2 separate regions of the Gossypium hirsutum genome follow, and region 1 is linked to region 2. Evidence: chromatin contacts called from public Hi-C data. All regions are on one chromosome and are shown on one strand. Each heading gives the region's core, a stretch centred on a gene start, on an enhancer-like site or on the middle of the called end of the contact. The rest is flanking DNA. Distances are from core to core; before and after follow the strand shown. Region 1 holds the start of LOC121223170. Region 2 holds the start of LOC107913350 (protein CROWDED NUCLEI 4).

Region 1 (4,031 bases), core at 184-2,683, 230 kb before region 2:
GTTTCGAATGTAGTAAACATTAATGGAGGAAGAGGAAAAAATTTTGAATCTACTAAAGGGTTGAGACAAGGAGATCCTCTGAGTCCTTTTCTTTCTCTTTTCTGTAGTGAGGGCCTTTCATCGTTGATGAGATTGGCAACAAAAGAGGGTCTATTAAAAGGCGCAAAGGCTAGCAGGCAGGGTCCAGCGGTATCATACTTGCTTTTTGTAGATGATTGTATATTGTTTGGAGAAGCAACACGTAATAGAGCGATGGTTTTAAAAGGTATTTTGAAGGAATATGAAAAGTGCTCAAGATAATGTGTGAATTTTAACAAATCTACGATTTTTTATAGTTCAAACACATTGGAAGGAAGAAAATGTAAAATTTCGTCATTAATAGGGGTAAGAAGTTCAACAAATCCGGAGAAATATTTAGGACTTCCCAATGTGCTTGGCAGACGAAAGAAAGAATCTTTTCAGAATCTTAAAGAGAGGATCCATGCAATAATTGAAGACTGGATTGTCAAACTATTATCACAATGGGGTAAGGAGGCTTTTATCAAATCAGTGCTTCAAGCAATACCCACCTATGTTATGTCTTATTTTCTTTTACCAAAATCTTTCTGTGGGGACCTCGAAAATGTCTTTGCTAAATTTTGGTGGCAAAAGGGATATGGGAAAAAGGAATTCGTTGGTGCCAGTGGAAGTTTCTGTGTCGACCGAAAGAAGAGGGCGGAATGGGTTTTCAGAGTATGACCCAATTTAATACTTTATTACTAGCAAAGCAAGGATGGAGAATTTTAAATAGTCCAAATTCTTTAATTGCGCAAGTTCTTAAAGTGAAATATTTTCCAAATGAGAATTTTTTAAATTCGCGCTTGAAGAATAATAGCTCGTATACATGGAAAAGCTTATGGGCGGCAAAAGGAATTTTAGGGGAGGGACTTTGCTGGAAGGTGGGTAGGGGCACGAATATCTCAGTTCTTCATGATGCATGGATTTTGGATACAAGAAATTATAGATTATCATCGATTATTAACAATTTATGTGATTTTAAAGTTGCTGAGCTTATTGATGTTAATAACAGAAGCTGGAAAATAGAGAACATTGTCAATACCTTTTTGAATGAAGTAGCAGAGAAGATTTTGCATATTCCTCTTGCGAAAGCACCTCGTGATGATTTTCTGGCTTGGAATGGTGAACTCTCGAGAGAATACTTTGTCCGTAGTGCCTATAAACTATTACAAAGGTCGGAAGATCCTAGTGTTTATGCTTTAAAAACTGACTAAGTAGTTTCTATAAAAAACTATGGCTATTAAATCTACCCTCCAAAATTAAGATTACAGTTTGGAAAACCTCCTTGAATTACTTGCCTACACGAGCTAACATGCAATACAAAAAGCTAATTACTAATGTCATTTGCCCCCGGTGTGAATCAGTAGTGGAAACGATGGACGATCTCTTCCGGGAATGCCCTGTATCAGTGACAGTATGGACAGAATTATCATTCCAGAAGCTTCTACAGGCTAATATGGAATTTCTACAATGGCTAACCTAGGTGTTTGCTCAGAATAACATTTCCTTATGCTGATTATTTTGTTGCGCGTTATGGACAATCTGAGGAGAAAGAAATAGTAGATAACATGAGAAAGTTAGTAGATCTGGGAAAGAAATTGCAAATTTTTTCCAGAGCTACATCAGAAAGTTAGATGAGAGTGAAAAAGAAACATAAAAAATTACCCAGAAATTCAGTAAATGGAAACACCCACCTAATCAGACAGTGAAGATTAATTTTGACGCAGCATATGATGAAAGATCTAGTCAAGCGGCTTCGGGGATAGTGGTTAGAAACACTGAAGGAAAGGCCCTAATATCTTGCTTAGAGATTCATCACCAGATAGGCTCAGCTTTTGCCGCGGAGGCACTCGCTTGCCGTAGAGCAGTCCAAATCGGGATAGAGATGAAATGGTCCAAGATCATTATTGAAGGTGATTCATTATCAATCATCAAGAAATGCAAGGAAAACAGAGAGGACAAATCACATATCAGAGCATATATACATGATATCCAGCAAATAATGTCCAGATCTAGAAACTTAACGTTTGAATATATCCCAAGAGCAACAAATAGTTTAACACATATACTAGCTAGAGAATCAATGAAGAAAAGGGAGGAGATATACCTGGTGGATAGTGTTCCTGAATATGCCGAATTTCAGAGAGTAAATGACAGTGTACGATAACCGGATTGAAAATGGATAGAGAAAAAGAGAAAGAAAGGGAAGCTGTGAAATGGGCAGATCAACAGACAAAGTGTTAAATACTCCCCTTGGAATTGTGAAAACGTCTTGAAGAAGAAATGCCAGCCTAGCAAACAAGATGTGTATCAGTTTTCTGATTGGGCAGAATAGGGGTATAATTATGGTATTCTAGAATATTCTTAGTTTAGTTTTAAATTTCCTTCCGGGCCAAAGCTTAACAGCGCGTTTGGTTGGGGGGTATGCATGCGTATTCCCCCCTATGCAGCGGGCCCACTGCTAAACGGCCGTTTGATTCGCTGTAATCCCAATCCGCGTGTAATCGGTTACCCCCTATGCAGTTATTGCGCGTAATAACTATTACGCTCCCTCATCCCCGATTTCCTAATCCGTGTTTTCCCCTTCTCTGCTTTTCCATTTTTTGCCCTCGTCCTCAGCCTTCAGATTCTTCGACGCCTCCTTACACAGGTAATTTCTTTTCCCTTCCACTCAGTCCGTCATTGATTTGAGTTTGTTTCTTTGATTTTCTTTATTTTATCAAGAAGGAGGAACCGATTTGCTGTTTTATTTTAACTGTTCACTAACCCAAATCGATTTCCCTTTTCTTATTTCAAACACCTTCTTCATCGCAATCTTGCCTAATTTTGCATTCACCCGGTTAGTTTTCCAGAGGTTTTTCCAAAGTTTGTTTTGCATGTTCGATTGAAAGACATAATTTTAGGGCTAAATAGTTTGTTTCGGTTCTTGCCTGTATTGCATTATTTGTTTCAGTTCTTTGTTTCGATTCTTGCCTGTATTGCATTATTTGTTTGAGTTAATCGATTTCTCTTTTCTTATTACAGGTTGTTGTTCATCGAACTCTTCCCCAATTTCCCTGGTTACAGGTTAGTTTTCCTTCCCAAGTAAAACTCCTCTACGATTTGTGAAGAGAAACTTGAGGGGACGAATATGCTCTCCCTTGCTATTCCTACTTAACTGCTTTCGATCTGTTGTTTTTGTTCTTTGGCATGCTAATGAGCTTTATGATTGTTTAGTTGTTGTTTGGCATACTTAATCTGCTCAAATTCCAAACAATGGAGAATTTGCGTAATTTTAGTTGTTGTTGCGTCTTGGTCTGTTTGGTCTGTTTATACTTTGTTGTTAGTAATGCTCTGCTCTTTTGGCTAGATTTTGTTCTAGTTTGCTTAGCTTAGGTGGAATGGTGTTGGGTTTGATAGATATCTTACATCTGATACATGGAAGATTGTTGTCTCTTTTCCTTTGTTATGTAATCCAAATACTTTTAAGGCATGCAAGTATGTTAATTGAAGTTGTTTAAGCTATGTTTATTATTTCATAGGTAGTAGTACTGAACCATTAGGTTCATTTTGGTTGCAATCAAAGTTAATAAGCTTAACTGCAGACTTGAGGCAGTGAGCAATTACGGCTTCATTTTCTAAGTTAGCTTAATGACTGATCCAGACTTGTGAATTGCCATTTAAATCCAGACAGTTTTGGGATACTCTGCTGTTGTTTGAAGGAGTTTACAGTGGAAAATGTTGTTAGTGCTGTTTTTTCAATTCAGAAATTGTTTAGTTGTTGTTAGTGACTAGAAGATGAAACTGGAAATTATTGCGTCTGTTTTGATATTATTTTATAGGTTCTGGTTCCTGCTTGTTTTGGGGATTATTAATTGCAAGTTTGGTATGATATAGTTCTGTTATTCTTTAGATTTTGAAATGAAATGCTGTAAAAGAGTTACTTGAGGTAGAGGTAGATATTCGATTAAGGGTTAATTATGTTGTTATTATTA
Region 2 (4,584 bases), core at 114-2,613:
CTTCTTTCTATTTTCTTTCTTAATTTTTCCAAACGAAGTAAGATGTTGCAGCTCCTCAAGTGGCTGGTTAAAGCCAAGCATGAGGTGAAAATCTTGGCAACATCTTATGTTGCCACATATGCCTTCATTTTCCACACTAAATTATTAGGTTAAGACCTAGCTTAAGAAGTATAACTGGCTTTAAATAATTAGCTATTTCAAGCTAAAATAGAAAAAATTCGCCCGTAGGTCTTAGCAATTATGTCAACGGATTTCCAAGATTCAGTCCGCACATTAATTGATTTTTTAAAATGAATTTTAAATTAAATCTTACATTAATTTAAAAAAGTTAATACATTGTTGTAGCTTTAATTTTTCTTTTGTGTTAAGTTAGCCTTTAAATTTAATAATTGTTCTCGTATTGAAGCTTAAATTAATTTTTGTCCAAATGAGTACTTGAATTTGGTAACTATTTTCGTATTGACACTTGAACTTTTTTTGTCCAAGTTAATTCTTATATTTCATTGAAAACTTTAAAGTTTAAGCCCTTATGTGGAACAAGTGTCTAATTCATGCCCCAATGTAAAAAAAAATCCTAATATAAGAGTACTTACCAAATTTAAGCCACAAATAATGATTTAACCTTTTCGTAAATCATCAAAATCAGAAGTGAGGAAAAAATTGAAAGATATAATGACTTTTTTTTATCGGCCTTCTAACTTTATAAAAAAGTCATTTTAGCCATCTATTTAATTTTTCATATTTTTTTGCCCTTAAACTTGTATTTTTGTCAAATCATCCTAGAATGAATGGGAAAGTTAATGTATTTAACTTTTTTGATGTTACATACACGTAGATTGTCAAGTAAACATGAATGACAAGTCAACATTTAATTAATTTTTAAAAATTTTAAAAATTCAAAAAAAAGTATAGAAACTATTTTTAAAAATTATAAATCATTAAAATTATTTAAAATTTATAAAAATATAAAAAATATTTTCTAATATTTTAAAAATTTTAAAAATGTTAATTAAATGTTGATGTGTCATTTATGTGCATACCATATTAACAAAGTTATCAAATATTAATTTCTTTCATTTATTTTAGGGTGATTTGACAGAAAATATAAATTTAAAAATTAAAAAAGACGAAAATTTAATTAGAGGACTAAAATGATTTTTTTTATAGAGTTGAAGAAAAAAGGTCATTATGTTTGAAATTCTTTTCCATAATTTTCTTGGTAGCTATTTTGGGAGGAAAAAGGAGAGGATAGATTTGGGTGCAAAATCAAGTACCCAAACGTGTAAATTAGCCCACAAACTCCAATGAAAACCAGCCGTTAATTATGTTTTTTAAATTTCAAATTAGCTGACGTTGGACGCTGACTGTCAATTCTTACTCTTTACTCTTCCGTCTAATCTTTGTTTAAAATTTCAATTTTCCTTTCCTTTCCCATTTTTTCCCCCACAAACTGGCAGCCTAAATTTCCCGATACGACATCGCTTTTGGATCATCCCAATAGAAAGTTCTTTTTCTTGGCGATTTCAACTCTCAAAAAAACAAAACCTCACTGAGTGGTGAGCCGGTGACTCAGTACTTTGATTCTCTCCCTTTCCCTCTTTACAGAGAAAAAGAAAGAAAAGTGAAGAATCATATTCAGAATAGCTACAGGCGTACGGAACTCTAGGGTTTTGGTGCCGTGATCTGGTTTAGAAGATGGCGAGTCCGATCACGCCGGGAAGCGGCAGGGCGTTGTCTATAATGCCGGGGTCTAGGGTTGTGAAGAGTCCTCTTAGTGACGAAACCATTTGGAAACGACTCAAGGAAGCTGGATTCGATGAGGAATCGATCAAGAAGAGAGATAAAGCTGCGCTTATTGCTTATATTGCAAAGCTTGAAGCTGAGGTTTGCTTCAAATCTTTTAACTGCTTTTCTCAAAAAATTTCATGGCTCTTCTTTTCCTTTTGTTTTTCTTTAAAGACTTGTTTGGTCGCGGGTGCAATTGGTCAAAGAGAGTAGTAGTATATTGAAATTTTAAATTGTGAATTGCGAAGGTCGCAATAAAATATGGACTTTTCTTTCTTTATATTGCGTTTCAGTTTTAAATTTTAAGACGAAAAGAAAATCAGATATGTATATTAATAAAAAGGTTAAGTAATGGAAGTGATCTCTAACAGATTTCAACATAAAACAGTAAGGGTTTTGGTACTTGAAAGATGCTAGCCTGTTGTATATAGAATTTGTTTTAATATTTTTGACATATTGTTAATCTAATAAATGTACTTAGTTATATTAGGGATTATGATATAATTACGACGCCATTTTTTAGATATTACGATACAATATTCTTGCTTGGTTCTTTTCTAAATTGGTGATAACCTTCTATATAAATAGGGCATTCTTGTATAAACTAAAACAATGTGTTCATAATATCGACAATTACTAGATGTAGGCTACCATAGTAGAACCACCTATTCCTCTGTGTCCTTGTGATCTTGTTTTCTCTTATTCTTTTCTCAAGTCAAATTTTAATGCCAAGCCATCAACTTAAGTCTTGTTTCTTGAATAAACCTTTTGGTTAAAGTTCCGTACTTCACTTAAATGTCCTTCTGGTTGCTAGTTGTGTTCCCTTGTAGAAGCTTTGAATGGAACAAACTTGATTTTTACCTAATATTCCAATTGCATTATTTGATTGAGGTGTTGTATCACCTTGCAATGCCCTTTAGGTGTGGTAGACGTCGTGGGCGTGCAAATGGCACATTGAGCTGTTAATTTTGTGGGATTATAAGAGCTTTTAGGAGCATTTATTGTTTGTTTTTTAGTGACTTCAATGATTTGTTTCGTTGTTTTTAGATAGCATTTCCTGTTTTCTGTGCCATTATTTAGGGATTGATTGCTATTTTAACTTCTGAGTTTTTGCACTTGTTAGTTCCTATGGATTTCATATTACTAAGCTGCAATCTTTACCTAACTTTATGCATGAATGAGACTTATGAATGCTTTGTTTGTACAAAAGATCAGAGTGAGGAATAATGGCATTCTTGGTTTAGCACAAGATGATCTATGCATTTCATGTTTTTCATAAGTTCATATTGTAAATCTTCCTTCATTTTGTGCTTCTTTCCACATAGCTTACTAGCATTTAGTTCTAATATTATCTATTCTTGTATTTAGCTCTTTGAGCACCAACACCACATGGGCCTTCTTATATTGGAGAGAAAGGAGCTTGCTTCCAAGTATGAACAAATTAAAGCCTCTGCTGAAGCAAGTGAGATAATGCAAAAGCGGGATCAAGCTGCACATGCATCTGCTCTTGCAGAAGCAAAAAAGCGAGAGGATGGTTTGAAGAAATCTTTAGGAGTTGAGAAAGAGTGCATAGCAAGCGTACGATTATCATTTGAAAGTCTCTTTTATTGAACTTGTTTTCCTTGTTCACTTATCTTTCAGCATTGTATGTTTCTTAGAACTTTGTGGCGGGGTTTTGCAGATTGAGAAGGCATTGCATGAGATGCGTGCAGAATCTGCTGAAACTAAGGTTGCCGCTGAAAGTAGATTAGCTGAAGCGCGTATTATGATAGAGGATGCTCAGAAGAAGTTTGCAGAGGCTGAGGTAAAGTTTCATGCTGCAAAGTCCTTACAAACAGAAGCTAGCCTCTTTCAACGCACTGCTGAGAGAAAGCTCCAAGAAGTTGAAGCACGTGAAGAAGACCTTAGTAGACGTATTGTACTGTTCAAAAATGAGTATGTGATTTACATTGCATTTCCTTCTCTTTTTTGTTTGTACTATATATATTTATTATCTCTTTGTTTCTTTCCTAACAGTGTGTAGTTTTTGAACAAGCTTTTATTACCCAAGAGGAAACACTTGTGCCTTATACATCTCTTTGTATTCATATTTTGTGGTATTTGTTACTGGATTGCAGTATGATTATATTTTGCATTGAAAAGTGTGCATAAATAAGAACCGTAAATGATGGCCTATTATTCTATTTAAAATGTTCTTATAGGCAGACATGATTTGAGTTGCCTAGTTGGAAGTGAACCAGTAAAAACTGCCTTGGTTGGAAACGGTATTGTGTGGATGCTGGATACACATTCTTGCTTGGCTGCATTTGTGCAGTTTGATTTTATTTAGATTTTCTGTTCAAGGAGTCTGATAATTATTTTGTTCCATGTTTTAGTTGTGACACAAAGGAGAAGGAGATTACTCTTGAACGGCAATCACTGAGTGAGAGGCAGAAGATTATACAGCAAGAACATGAAAGACTACTTGATGGGCAAGCTTCTTTGAACCAGAGAGAGGAGTATATCTTTAGTAGAAGTCAAGAATTAAATCAACTGGAGAAGGAGTTGGAGGCATCAAGAGTGGATATTGAGCGGGAACATAAAGCTTTGAAGGATGAAAAATCCAAACTTGAGTTGACTTTAGCTTCTCTTTCAAAAAGAGAGGAGGTCTGCATATTTCATTTGACTATAGAAGTTAGGATTTTGATGCACCTTCATTTGAAAATTTTTAATTTTGCATCACGGAAAATCATATAAATTGAATTCATCTTTTCTACATGCAGGCTATTACTGAGCGAGAAGTTCTGCTTAGCAAGAAAG

What was found. Hi-C and Micro-C count contacts between places; a contact is called where the count stands out from the background.
Region 1: a contact with region 2 is called in a Hi-C map of leaf, with 1.7 times the contacts expected there. The contact joins the promoter of LOC121223170 here to the promoter of LOC107913350 in region 2. A contact is called at or near these places in 4 of 34 Hi-C or Micro-C datasets (leaf and seedling).

The regions. Positions count from the first base shown.
Region 1 is chrD11:29,669,869-29,673,899 of Gossypium_hirsutum_v2.1, reverse strand. LOC121223170 reads left to right here and starts at 1,433. Exons shown (of 2, transcript XM_041104266.1): 1 at 1,433-1,471; 2 at 1,727-2,224. The coding sequence starts at 1,433. The coding sequence ends at 2,224. It overlaps LOC121223171, which reads left to right. Exons shown (of 3, transcript XM_041104267.1): 2 at 108-265; 3 at 383-738. The coding sequence ends at 738.
Region 2 is chrD11:29,442,884-29,447,467 of Gossypium_hirsutum_v2.1, reverse strand. It overlaps LOC107913350 (protein CROWDED NUCLEI 4), which reads left to right and starts at 1,363. Exons shown (of 9, transcript XM_016841905.2): 1 at 1,363-1,884; 2 at 3,154-3,363; 3 at 3,467-3,720; 4 at 4,161-4,431; 5 at 4,548-4,584. The coding sequence starts at 1,696.